3 separate regions of the Mus musculus genome follow, and all the other regions are linked to region 2. A link is a contact called in public HiChIP or PLAC-seq data. All regions are on one chromosome and are shown on one strand. Each heading gives the region's core, a stretch centred on a gene start, on an enhancer-like site or on the middle of the called end of the contact. The rest is flanking DNA. Distances are from core to core; before and after follow the strand shown.

Region 1 (4,479 bases), core at 253-2,752, 150 kb after region 2:
TCAAGCAGACCTAGACCCCTCCCCCCAAAGGCCATCTCTGGGGTCCTGAGGTGAGATTAAAGTCTGAATAACAGACAGCATCCCCTTCAAGCTGTGGTCCCGGTTCACCATCGACCCCCTCCTTGCCTGGGCTTCGTCTTATCCTGAAGGCACTCTGACAAGATGTTAGACTTGTGTGAAATCTGTTTTTAGGAGACAAGATTTCCCTCTGGCTGCCCCCCTTTCCTCTCCCAGCATGAGATTTTTGGGGAAATTACCATTTCTTTGGGACCCATCATTTCAATTATAGTAGTCTGATGGGTTAAGAGACACAAAGTATATGTTTAGACTATCTTCAGTTTCCACCAGACTACTTACAACGTCATCTGACACCTGAGGCATGGCACCCGGGACCCACAAGCACAGGACTCCTTCCTCAATGTTTCTGGGGCTCTGTTTCAACTCAGTGACCCCTTGTTGACATGGTCTCCTTGACCCCAATGGCCATCCACCTTTACACAGGTGGACAGGAGAGTTAACACGTTACTTGGTTATTTTGTAAGCAAGCTTACTAGTAAATCCTTACTAGCATCTGTGTCAAGCAAGCACCTCAAACCTCAATCCAAGCTTCCTTCTTCTGAGAAGAGAGAATCTCAACTGAGAAAATACTTCCATAAAACTGGCCTTTAGCCGGGCAGTGGTGGCGCACACCTTTGATCCCAGCACTTGGGAGGCAGAGGCAGGCAGATTTCTAAGTTCGAGGCCAGCCTGGTCTACAGAGTGAGTTCCAGGACAGCCAGGGCTACATAGAGAAACCCTGTCTCGGGAAAAACAAAACAAAACAAAACAAAACAAAAACTGGCCTTTAGGCAAGCCTGTGAGGCATTTGCTAAATTAGTGATTGATGGGGGAGGGTCCCGCCCCCTTCCCCCCCCCCCCCCCCCCCCGTCCATTCTGGGTCATGCCAACCCTGGGGGGGCAGTCCTGGGGTGTATGAAAAAGCAGACTGAGCAAGCCATAAGGAGCAAACCAATAAGCAGCACACACTCATCCACCGCCTCTGTTCTTGAGTTCCTGCCCTGACTTCCCTGCATGGTAGGCAATCTCGAAGATGCCACAAAAAAAACCTTTCCTCCGCTGGGCGGTGGTGGCACACGCCTTTGATCCCAGCACTTGAGAGGCAGAGGCAGGTGGATTTCTGAGTTCCAGGCCAGCCTGATCTAGAGAGTGAGTTCCAGGACAGCCAGGGTTACACAGAGAAACCCTGTCTCAAAAAACAAAAACAAAACCAAACCAAAACAAACAAACAAACAAAATTCTTCCCCAGGACATGGTATTTATAGCAGAGATAGGAACCCTAACCAAGACAGGATATATAGATGTGTTTCCTGGGTAGTGTGATATGAAAGTTACTATTTGTGGTGACTGTGGCAAAAGTTGCCTTTTAGGCATGAAAAAAAAAAAAAAGCTTAGTCAGGAACCTAATCCTACACCCAAGGCTGCACCTGATAACCAGAACACGTCACTCACTGAAGATAACTAGACAGAAAACATCGTGAGACTACCTCACGCTGTCCATTGACCAGGAGCAATCCTTTGTGCCTCACATCTTTGGGACTGCGGTAGGCATCAGAGAAATGTCACCTCGATGGGCCCTGCAGCTGGAGAGTCTGACCCTGGATATGGCCTTCAGCTAAGACACCTGCACAGATGATGAGCAGCCTCGGGGAGACTAGCTGAGGTCGGTAGTTAGGAATGTGGAGTGTGGATGTTGTGACCCTCAGCATAAGCAGGAATAACCTAGCCTAACCCTATCGCTCGAGACGCCACTAGTAACGGAGACACTATGCGTGATTAAGAATGAAATAAATGCATTTGCCACTGCCAGATCACCAGGCAGATGAGATTATGTGGCCAAATCGCTGCCACTGAAACTGCTGAATCTTACTCTGTTGTGGTAAACAACATCCTGTGCTCACAACAGAGCCGGTGGGGAGACTGCATCCTTAACTCCTGTTCCCTTCTGCCTTGAAGAAGGTAAACTGGATCTCCCTGCAGTTTCACTTTCAATTCTTGTCAAAGCTTGGTTTCTGTTTCCAGTTTCTCCAAGGAGGGAGGGGCAGAGCGCTTTTCTTCTTTCCATGCAACTCTCCATCCCATTGTCTCCTCCAGAGAACGCTGCAGGAAGCTTCTCCCATCAGAGCTGAGCAGAAGCTCAGAGGATTTATCTAGAGGACAGGCTGGCCCAGCTGAAATGGACCCGTTCCCCGACCTGTATGCGACCCCTGGGGACAGTCTAGACCACTTCCTGGAACACAGCCTTCAGCCCCAGAGGGACTGGAAAGAGGAAGGGCAGGATGCCTGGGAGAGAATCGAGAGGTTCTTTCGGGAACAGTGCTTCCGTGATGAGCTGCTCCTGGACCAAGAAGTCAGGGTGATTAAGGTGGTGAAGGTAAGCACACAGGGTTCTGAGTTTAAAGCTCACCTCTGCCCTGTGGGGCTTGTGAACTTGAGAGGTGGGCCATTTCACCCCCTCTGAGTCTGTGTCCTCTTCTTAAGATGGGTTTAGTAGAAGCAGTAAATGGGATAAAGCATAGAAAATTTCTGTGCATTTAAAATTAGCCTTGCAATGCTGAAGGACAGAGGTGGTAATGATAATTTGGGATTCTGGTTCCTGAATGGACCATAGTCACCGGTTTCCATAAAATGTGTGCCTTTGCTTCCTGTCTAAGAAATAATACTTGGCCAGGCGTGTGTGGTCCTGCATGCTTTTAATCCCATCACTCAAGAGGTAGAGGCAGGCAGATTTCTGAGTTCGAGGCCAGCCTGATATAGAGTGAGTTCCAGGGCAGCCAGGGCTGCATAGAGAAACCCTGTCTGGAGAAAGGGAAGGGAAGGGAAAAAGGGAAAGGAGGAAAAGGGAAAGGGGGAAAGGATAGGAAAGAAAAAAAAAAAGACTACTACTTTACTTCTAAGTGAAGGAAACCTATTGTTCTCTAAGTTAGTAGTATTGGTCATGTTAGAAATTACCTAGCAAGACTACTTGGTAAACCATTGGGATTCTAAGGGCTGCCTGTGTAAGTAATTCTACGGCTAGCTGTTTCTCCCAGAAAAACACAAACTTACAGCCCACCCCCTCCAATCAAGACCATTTGGATCAGAGCTCTGGGTGTTGTTTATTCTGCTAAAATGAATGACAACTTAAGTGGTTTTTTTTTTTTTGTTTTTTTTGTTTTTGTTTTTCGAGACAGGGTTTCTCTGTATAGTCTTGGCTGTCCTGGAACTCACTTTGTAGACCAGGCTGGCCTCGAACTCAGAAATCCGCCTGTCTCTGCCTCCCAAGTGCTGGGATTAAAGGCATGCGCCACCACCACCCGGCATGACAACTTAAGTTAACTTGAGTAAGTCAACTTTACCTGGGAACTCTGAGCCATGGTAGCAGAGGTTAAGACGGGAGAGAAAGAGCTTTTGATGAAGAAAAATCTCAACAAACCTTCAAAACCAGAGATCAGGGAGGGTTCTTAGCCAAAAAGCTTTGAAGACAGAAATGGAAACTCCCACAGCTGCTGCAAAAGGATACATCGTATCCCATTTGTGTTCTGGTTCCTGCAAATTTCTGCCTGACCTAGGTCGATTGCTTGTAGCAGCCTCTTGGCTTCTGGGACTTGAAAGAAACAAACAACAAAAAAAGGAAGTCCAGAGCTGGGTGTGGTAGCGTTCACCTGTAACCCCAGCAGTCGGGAGGTTGAGGCAGGAGGATTACCAGTTTAAGACTGTTAAACCTGTTCTTATAGCAAGTTCCAGGCCAGCCGTGACTGCATCAGTGAGGCACTGTCGAGGGGTCAAGAGGAGGAGCTGAGGTTTAGACTCTCTCATCTTCTTTGGTTTTACCTTTTTTTTTTTTTAAACTAGCAGAAAAAGGATTTTGTTTCATTATAGCATTTTTCAAGTAGCAATTTGTTTTGGGCTAGGGATGTAGTTCTGAGGTTGGTATGTTTTGTGCCTAGAATGGTGGCTACCTGTAACTTAACTCCAGAGGCGCTCCCTTCCACCTCTCTTCTGGCTTCTGAGGATAGACACCAGGCACACCTATGGTGTATGTGTACATGCCGACAAAGCAGCCATACACATAAAGTGTTGCCCTTGTTGAGATTTCAGAACATTTGGGTCTCTCAGTTTTGGATCAGGGATGCTCAGCCCATAACGCCCACAGCACAGGTCTCTCTTAAAGGACTGTACAGAGAACTTACCATGAATGGGTCTGGCTTAACTCTCAACTTCAAAGCATCAAATCTCAGGAGAGGTAAATCTGCCATTGTCACCTTCCACAGGGAGGCTCCTCGGGAAAGGGGACAACGCTGAACCACAGATCTGACCAAGACATGATTCTGTTCTTAAGCTGCTTTTCCAGTTTCGAAGAGCAGGCGAGAAACCGGGAGGTCGTCATCAGCTTCATTAAGAAGAGGCTGATTCATTGTAGCAGAAGCCTGGCCTACAACA
Region 2 (4,207 bases), core at 435-2,934:
CCCCAGTGCCGCTTGGGGTGCAGTTCATAGCACAGCCCCACAGACCAAACTTTCATACAGCAGCCAGGAACTGGAGGACTATCCAGGTCTCCCCACGGAGGCAGGCTGAAGCCCCAGCCTTGGGGTCTGGCTCCTCTGTCATCCTGCAACTCGAGGACTATGGCCTCTTTATTGCTTTGCATCCTGTGTCTTTACTGACTGCCTCGTGCCCCGTGTAAAAAAGCAGAGTATGAAATTCTGCTACTACAGTTTCGAGAAAGAAAAAAATGGTATGCGTAGGAAATAAAGGCTGAGGGGATATGCCAAGCGCTGAGCATGCGCTGGCAGAGAGCGAGGTGACTGAGGATGGTCCCATCTTTCTTTAAGTTCCCTAGTGCCCTCGGATTAACTGATCATTCAAAATAAACCCCACAGAAGGCGCTCACTGAGGACCCTGCAGGGGTTTGGATTGAAAGCTGTTTTGTTGTCACTCGTGGCCACATGGCAGAACTGCTCAGGGCCAGTGGCATCTTAGACACAGTGCTAAGGACACCATCCAAAGCCAGCAGCGAGGACAGGACAGAGTTCACTACTGTCTTACTTTACAGACAAGGACATCGAGGAACAGACATTTTCATAACCCAAGAATACATTGTTTTTTTTTTTTTTTCTGTTATATTTCTCTCAGTTTTTCACTAGGGAGGAAGGAGAGAGTATGAGACAGACTCAGGAAGGGAAGGAGGAAGAAAGAGAAGGATGGAAAAGGGTGGAGTGGGGGTTTGAGTGCTGCCCTGCGCTGCTAAGAGCAACACCTACCCGGAGGAGGGCCGGGATGCCCAACAGGGATGCCCGACAGTGTCCCCTTCCCAGCGCTCCTCTTGGAAGGCTGTGCTTTGGGGGCTGCCGTGAGCTGGGCAAGCCTGACACACAGACAGCCCAAGGTCTTAAGGGCATAGGAAACTATACCCAAGGTATGTATTTAATGCCCACCCCATAACCTCAGGCTTCATGTGGTATCCAGCCCAGCCAACAGACAGAGCAAGGAGGAGTCTGATGCCAGGTACAAGTTTGCTTACAAACTACAGTAAGGACAAGGAAAGCACACACTCTTGCGCTGCCTCGAAAGCGTGACATCTTATTTATCTACTAGGTGGCTTCCTTAAGAAAGGCATAATACACTCAAACACACAACTATAGATACAGAACACAGAGACACCAAACAAATTGCATAAAACATTTATTTCACAGTATAATTAAGTACTAGGAAGGATAAGTCCACTTTATGTGATAGTGATATCGTATGAGGCTCTAAAAATCTCTGTGAAAGGGAAGGAGGGAAACCACAGGGCAGGAAACCGGGCTTTGCTCACACATGGAAGCACCAAGTTCTAAGTCTAAGAGGAGCCAGAACCAGACAAGGCAAACATGCAGGCACACGTCCTGAAGCAGGGCTCCAAGGCAGTGGCTTTTGCCCTCAAGAGAGCTGATTCACAGAGCTGCTCCAACAATGCACGTACACCTAACCAGAGGGGAAGTAAGCTGGTGCCTAAGGGTCTTTAAAGGTCACAGAGAGAAGTCAAGGCTCTTGGTTCTGATGCAGGGACCACTGAGAACAGGTAAGGAGTGAAATCTCACAAGGTGAGCAGAAAGCACCTGGTGAGGCATCATGGGAAAGACAGACAAAGGGCCTCTTGCCGGGAAGACAAAGAGTAAAGTGATCTTGTGACCTGCAGGGCTGGGTAAACCCTGAGCACACACAATGGGTCCAGGCCACAAGCTCTCCGCAGCATAAATTTACCAAGCTCTAGGAACGGCATATGATTGATGGGCAGGAGTCACAGCACTGCAGTGGACGGATGTCTAGACTCACTGCCCTACCAGCAGCTACTATTAGTCCTCGGTATCCCATGTGAGTAACGTAACAAATGCCAAGAAGGGGTGCCCCACACACCCCAGGACCCCAAGACACACCCACAACTTTGGTTCTCTACCATCACAGGCAAGGGCTGCATTTTTAACAGAAAAGATCACGGGTTGTTTGAAGTAGTCAGCCGCCTGGATATACTAAAGTGCTTTTGGTCTTGGTTACTGCATTCAGACCAGACAGCATGTGTCTAATTTAGCTACTATGATGCAATAGGTAACTCTGACTGACAACAGGGACCAACAAGGGTTCCATACTGGGGTTCCTAGGGAAGAGATACTCACAGATTGAAGTTTCTTCTTCGCAGCTTTTGCCAACTCAGACAAATCCAGGCTGCTAAGAAAAAGCACAAAACCATTAAGCAAGTGCACAGAAGCTGCCGTGACCTCACTAGAAGACTAAGACACCCGAGGGAGGAGATAGCCCTGCTTATGGAACGATTCTGTAGCCGCAGTCATTGAAGACTTAGACACTTTGGTCAGGACTCTTAGAGACCCAATAGTCAGGTAAGAGCAAACTGCCCCACCGCAGGGTGGTGGAAGCTACCGTTCTTCAGTTCCTCTCTAGGCCTCGGGGTGTGGCTCAGTAGGAAAGCCTGTGTCCAACGCGTGAGCCACTGCATTCCCCCCATGGCACAAAGGAAAACAAAAGTCAAGACAAAACGGAGAGGAAACAGAAAAGGCAGAAAGACAAGCTCACAGCTACAACAGCAGTGAATGGGGGGTTGGGGGTGGGTGGGGGTGGGGGTGGGTGGGGTGGTGACAGTCCTTGCACCTTACAGGCTGGGGACACGGCTAAGGACTTTTTAGCTCAGCTCATGAACTAAGGGTGGCTTTTATGTTTTTAAACATTTTGAGTAGAGAAGGAAAAAGAACATTCATTTCTCAAAATGTACAAATTCATCCAGCCTGTAACCCATGCTGAGCAGCCGTGACATGCTGATAGCCCACAGATTAATGTGAAATGCACCAGGGCCTGTCAAAGGCAAAGCAGACTGTCTCCTGACACAGAAACACCTGTGACTATAACCTATAAACACAAAACAGCAGGACAACTGGACAAACAGTGGAGGTATCCCTGGCTACGACTCTGCATCAGTGCAACTGAGCTCTGGGCTCTTTCCAAGTTAAGTTTCACACGGTAATTTACTTACAGCCGTCTTATTTCCAAAGTGAGTAGCCATAAAAGAGAAAAATGTATGAGCTCTGTTAAACACAACATACAATGCACTTGAATACTGTAGACCAAGGCGATAGTGGGCACATAAACCAAACTGGTCCTTACCTGTCTGCCCTCTGAGGAATTAGAAAGTGCTGTCCGCTTTTATGATCTGAAACAGAAACCAGATATGCTCACATCAACCTTGAAATCACCATTTTTTTCCAGTTTAAGTTTTCCCATTAGCCATTTTCCATAAACATGTGCCACGTGGGACAACAGAAAAGTCTCGAGATTGGCTGCGAGTTCCCTGAAACCCGCCCTGTTCCAGGCATCGCTCAGTAAAAACTGCTGAGGAGCTCAGTCCAAGCTCTGTCACTGTCAGCTCCTGGTGGCAGATGGCAGAGCTGCCCTGAGCCTGGGAGAGGAAGGCAGCCAGGGCTGAGCAGGCCTGCTCTGTGTGCGGCTCTGGAGGGACCCGGCCTGGCCATCTGCTGAGTTCTGTGTCCTTCCCTAGCTTTCAGAATACGGATGTCCATCCCAATGACAAAACCACTCCAAGCACCTTTTCGGGTTTCTGTGTGTAATCGGTTTACCCTCCGAGGCAATGCCTGAGAGTAGGAGCGCAGGGTCCGTGTGTGTGTGTGTGTGTGTGTGTGTGTGTGTGTGTGTGTGTGGTGTGTGTGTGTGTGTTTGTGAGCGCGCGCATGCATCTTACTTGGTAGGAAGCTGCCATTTCTTCAGCACCTCTGCTGTTCTATATTCTGAACAGCAAGCAGAGCGCAGAGTTCACTGCACTGGGGAAGCTCGGGTAGAGGGACTGAGCTACAAAGGAAGACCTTGTCTCCTGACACAAACACTAAAAGCAGCCCTGCCCACCGCCCCCAGTGTTCTGTGTACAACAGTGTGAGACTCAGTTGTTCCATGCCTCTCCCAAGCTATACTCCTGGTTCTGGGCAGCATTACAGTGTGTGTGCTTTTAATGTGTGTTTCTGAAGGAAGGATGTGTGCCCGGGTGTTATTGTTACTTGCCTGTTTGTCTGTTTTGTTGCTATTTATTACCATCTTCAGGTTCAGGTTTTGCTTTTTTTTTTTTTTGAGATGGTCTTGAACTCTAGGGCAGAGGAAATGTACCAGAGCCTGGAG
Region 3 (4,268 bases), core at 683-3,182, 170 kb after region 2:
TGCCCCAGTACAGGGGAATGCCAGGGCCAAGAAGCGGGAGTGGGTGAGTAGGGGAGCAGGGTGGAGGGAGGGTATAGGGAACTTTTGGGATAGCATTTGAAATGTATATAAAGAAAATATCCAATTAAAAAAAAGAATTAAAAAAAAGAAAAAAATTGGGACCCAGCCCCTTTCCTTATCCGCTCTGTGCCCATCGCCCCCCTGCCCACCTCTTCCTTCCTTTTTTCTTTTTAACTTTAGATTTATCTATTTTTATAAGAGTTTTTTTTTAATTGCTATTTTCAGACATACACTAGAAGACTGCATCGGATCCCATTACAGATGATTGTGAGCCACCATGTGGTAGCTGGGAATTGAACTCAGGACCTCCTCCGACAGAGCAGTCAGTGCTCTTAACCGCTGAGCCATCTCTCCAGCCCCTCTTCTCTCTTTCTATAGACAGGTCTCATTACGCAGCCTCAGCTGACCTGGAATTCACCGTATCAACCAGTCTGGTTTCACACTTACAGAGATCCACCTGCCTCTGCCTCCCTAGGGCTGGGATTAAAGGCCTGTGCCACCACAGCCCGCTCACTGCTGCATCCTGCATGGACCGCCACACGGTGTCAGACCCATCTCCCTGCCTGTAGCATTGCTGCCGTCTATCTTTAGTACAGAAGGTGGCAGAGCGATCATGCTAGGTTCTAAGTTCTCTGCACGCCACGCTTCTGATTCACCCTGGGAAGGAGGCTGAACGGGCTCACCTGACATGTGACTTAGTGAGCCACTTCCTCTTTGTCAAACAGCATTATCACTTGGCTTCCAGAACGTTCTCCTTTCCTTCACCCTCCTGCTCTTCCTCGTTCTGCTTTGCTGAACTCTTTCAGCAACCCCAGCTCTGAATCTTTAACTACCTCAGAGCCCGGCTCCACCCACTTCTCTACACAGCCCCTGCTAGGTCTCATGTCTGTAACGATCTCTGTTAGAGGCACCTTCATTTGGGTTGTTTTGGCTTTGAAAACGTTTTATTGAGACTGTGTGTGTGGTGTTTGCGTGCTTAAATGCAAACACATTCAAGATGTTTTGTTTCCTGTTTCTATGAGATAAGAGTTTCTCTGTGTAGTCCTGGCTGTCCTGGAACTCACTCTGTAGACCAGGCTGGCCACAATCCAGGTCCTACAGTGTGTATTTCTCATATTTCACGTTTTTCACTGTTTCTCGCCATATTCCAGGTCCTACCGTGTGTTTCTCTTTTTGCACGTTTTTCAGTGTTTCTCGCCATATTTCATGTCCTACCATATGAGTTTCTCTTTTCCTCGTTTCACACCATATTGCCACGCCTAATGACCCAAGTATGGGTCCTAAAATCCACGTGCGGTGGAAGCAGACAACAGGCCCCTGCAGGTTTTACTCTGACCCCCACATTTGTGCCATGACATGCGTCCCCCTCCTAAAAAAAAACCCAAAATACATAAATATAATTTTCTCATATAAATATATGTAAATATAAAGTAAATAAAATATAAATAAAAATTTAAATCTTTTAAATGAAATATACTAACTTTTATATAAATATAATAATAATTCTTTGAAATAAAATAAAGAAAAAGCATCTGACAACCTCAAAGTGTCCTTCTGATTCCAGATTCCTCATTCCTTACCACAGCCATGACTAGGCTCTTTCTCTTTCCAAACCTCAGTTTCCCTATGACGGGTCGGGGCAGTTGGCCTAAGTCATCCAGACAAGGTGTCTCTGGAAGGTCAGACTCAAGCCAATTTCAGTTTACAAACGTCACAAAAGAGAAACTACAAATGTTGAGAATCGAAACTTAACAGCACAAAAGTTGGCCCCATGCCAACCCTGTTAAGGCGGTCCAGACCGGCCAACCCCAGCCTCTGGTCCCTCGGCACACCTACCATGACAATAAATCTCCAAGGAGGGGACCCCCCCATAGAGCCATGCTCCCAAGCTTCTCTCTTCACCCCCCTTTCCGCCATTGGGTGCCAGAGGTCAGCTGGAAAGGAGCCGCCTTAAAAAAGGAGGAGGTGAGTACCGGCAGCTGGATGGGTGCTTGGCTATATAGCCCTGCGCCTGCCTGAGGTAGCTGACGGTCAGTTTGTAGCCATGGCAGTCGCCCAGGAGCTGTACGGCTTCCCGGCCTCCAAGCTGGACTCCTTTGTGGCTCAGTGGCTGCAGCCAACCAGAGAGTGGAAAGAAGAGGTCCTGGAGACCGTGCAGACAGTGGAGCAGTTCCTGAGGCAGGAGAATTTCCGTGAAGATCGTGGCCCGGCTCGGGATGTGCGCGTGCTCAAGGTACTCAAGGTAAGACTGGACTTCACCATTCCCAGCCAGGACAGGGCAAACCCCAGTGCCAGGGAGTCCCCTCGCCTCGTGATCCCTAGTTCACGCTTCTGACATCTCGAGACAGCCCCGCGAGCCTTGAGCAGAATGAACTACTAAAGAAGATAATAAAAGACCACCTCTGGAGAAAATGGTAGGGAAAGCCTGCATATTCTATCATTAAAACTTATACTCTGAGAGATAGATACCATTCTTGTCCCATTTTACAGATGAGCCTAACAAAGGCTCCACAATGTCAGAGCTACAGTGACCACATGCAATGCAAGGCCTCTAGTTGGATCCTGACATGTAATTTGTAAATAACAATTTTTGAGAGCCTGACTTGGGGGCCCATTCTTGCAACCCCAGCATGTGGGAGGTAGAGAAGCAAGAGGATGGTTGGTTCACAGCCTAGGTTACATATCACAGAACAACACACACACACACACACACATACACACACACACACACACACACACACCACAGACAGACAGAGACACAGAGAGAGTGTGAGTTTGGGGATGAGTGGTAAATGTTTAATATGACCTGCATTTTGGTAAGAAAACTGCCGTTTGTCAAGTTAAATCGCACCTACTGGGGTGGGGAACTCTCTTTAGGGGGACACATGCTATGCTGTATTGGGGCAAAGCTCCTTGCTGTCCGCTACTCACTTTAAAGTGATTGAGATGACACAAATGCGGGATCTGTGGATGTGGCTCAAGGCTAGAGTGAAAGCCTAGCATGTACAAAAGAAAGACAGTCACCGATGTGGCAAGTTTAGATGTGCTGGCTGCCTGGATGGTATCTTCTTCCTAATTTTTTCCACGTTTTAATATTTTGATAACTGAAAGACTCTTAAAATGGAGGCTGAGAGTAGCCATTGGGCTTGTTCAGAGATGTAACTGCTGACGTCAGAGCTGGGATTTGAACCCGGCTACTCAAACGGTGACCCAAGTTTCTCACTAATATTTTTTTTTCCTCCTTAAATCCTTCTTCCAACTGCCACCCCTACCCCCTAGCTGAGCTAAGGATCACAGGTTCAACAGACCCTGGAAGGGGGTGGGGCAAGGGCTGAGTGTAGCTGCTCAAACTTATTATCCCAGCCCTGCAGAGGCAGAGACAAGAGAACCACTAGGCCTACCAACCAGTCTCCTTGGCCTATCAGTCTAGCCAAATCTGCAAGCCCTAGGGCACAGTAGAATACCCTGTGTCAAAAAAACCAAATGAGCAGCCTAAAGAACAATACCCAAGGTTGCCCTCTGATCTCCACACACAAGTGTGCACTAGTGCAGGATGCACACATGCGCACACACACAGCTTTGGAGAAGAACTAACCTCAGCCAATTGTTCATTTAAATGTTAAGGAGATTGACACCTGAAGAGGTTGACACATCTTAATGCCATAGCCCAAGTGGTTGCAGCATCTAGACTAGAATTAGGACTGGATTCCCAGCCTGAGATTTTAAACTTGCGCTACTGGGTTGAATTTTGAAGTCTTGAGCTTCAGGTCACATGATTTAGAAGTGACAGCCATAGTTTTGTCACCACACAGAGAGGATTTGAGTCTGGGCTCTTCCTCTCACCAGCTGTGTGACTCTGATCATCCTGTCTCATGTCTCAAGTCCTTGGTCTGCTCCTCTATGATGGCAGCATCCCAAACATCGTGTTCCATTTCCCAACACTGAGGCCATGCAGCCTAAAGGTTAGCTCAGGGTAAAGTCTTAGAAACAAGGGTTTCATTATGATACTTGCCTGGGGCTTTTTCCTGGCTGCTGGGAGTCTCTGGGGGCAAGGCTGTACTCTAGATCACTCCCTCCCTGATATACCTAAGGAAAAAAATATGTAGAACAAGTATCTAGATAGAAGAAAGACTCACCAAATTAAGTTTTGGCAGCTGCAGATGCTAACTGCTAAGCCTCATTTCTCCTCCCCTTAACCCACTAAATGA

Evidence for each region. HiChIP or PLAC-seq counts read pairs in DNA pulled down with a chosen protein or histone mark.
Region 1: an H3K27ac HiChIP or PLAC-seq map of microglia shows a contact between it and region 2, with 10 times the contacts expected there. The contact joins the promoter of Oasl2 here to the enhancer-like site in region 2. A contact is called at or near these places in 2 of 39 promoter capture datasets (embryonic stem cells and hematopoietic stem and progenitor cells), 1 of 15 datasets of contacts at CTCF or cohesin (large pre-B cells), 21 of 484 Hi-C or Micro-C datasets (B cells, CD4 T cells, the G1E-ER4 cell line and 7 more), 3 of 115 datasets of contacts at active chromatin or transcription factors (the HPC-7 cell line, embryonic stem cells and microglia) and 4 of 9 other capture datasets (adipose tissue, embryonic stem cells, liver and 1 more).
Region 3: an H3K27ac HiChIP or PLAC-seq map of embryonic stem cells shows a contact between it and region 2, with 5 read pairs. The contact joins the promoter of Oasl1 here to the enhancer-like site in region 2. A contact is called at or near these places in 7 of 39 promoter capture datasets (the 3T3-L1 cell line, the HPC-7 cell line, HPC-7-derived erythroid cells and 3 more), 1 of 15 datasets of contacts at CTCF or cohesin (large pre-B cells), 1 of 115 datasets of contacts at active chromatin or transcription factors (embryonic stem cells) and 4 of 9 other capture datasets (adipose tissue, embryonic stem cells, liver and 1 more).

What each region holds. Positions count from the first base shown.
Region 1 is chr5:114,895,432-114,899,910 of GRCm38.p6, forward strand. Oasl2 (2'-5' oligoadenylate synthetase-like 2) reads left to right here and starts at 1,503. Exons shown (of 6, transcript NM_011854.2): 1 at 1,503-2,431; 2 at 4,311-4,479. The coding sequence starts at 2,234.
Region 2 is chr5:114,750,092-114,754,298 of GRCm38.p6, forward strand. It overlaps Git2 (GIT ArfGAP 2), which reads right to left. Exons shown (of 20, transcript NM_001347400.1): 8 at 3,188-3,233; 9 at 2,188-2,239. Among named protein-coding and RNA genes, the nearest start is that of Git2, 21 kb to the right of the region's middle. Within about 2 kb of position 1,685, at least 8 of the 459 cell types and tissues checked have an H3K27ac peak or open chromatin away from gene starts, as enhancers often do. A contact at or near this core is called in embryonic stem cells and microglia, where this site is marked.
Region 3 is chr5:114,921,308-114,925,575 of GRCm38.p6, forward strand. Oasl1 (2'-5' oligoadenylate synthetase-like 1) reads left to right here and starts at 1,933. Exons shown (of 6, transcript NM_001359945.1): 1 at 1,933-2,302. The coding sequence starts at 2,105. It overlaps Gm13822 (predicted gene 13822), which reads right to left and starts at 954. Exons shown (of 2, transcript NR_166682.1): 1 at 744-954.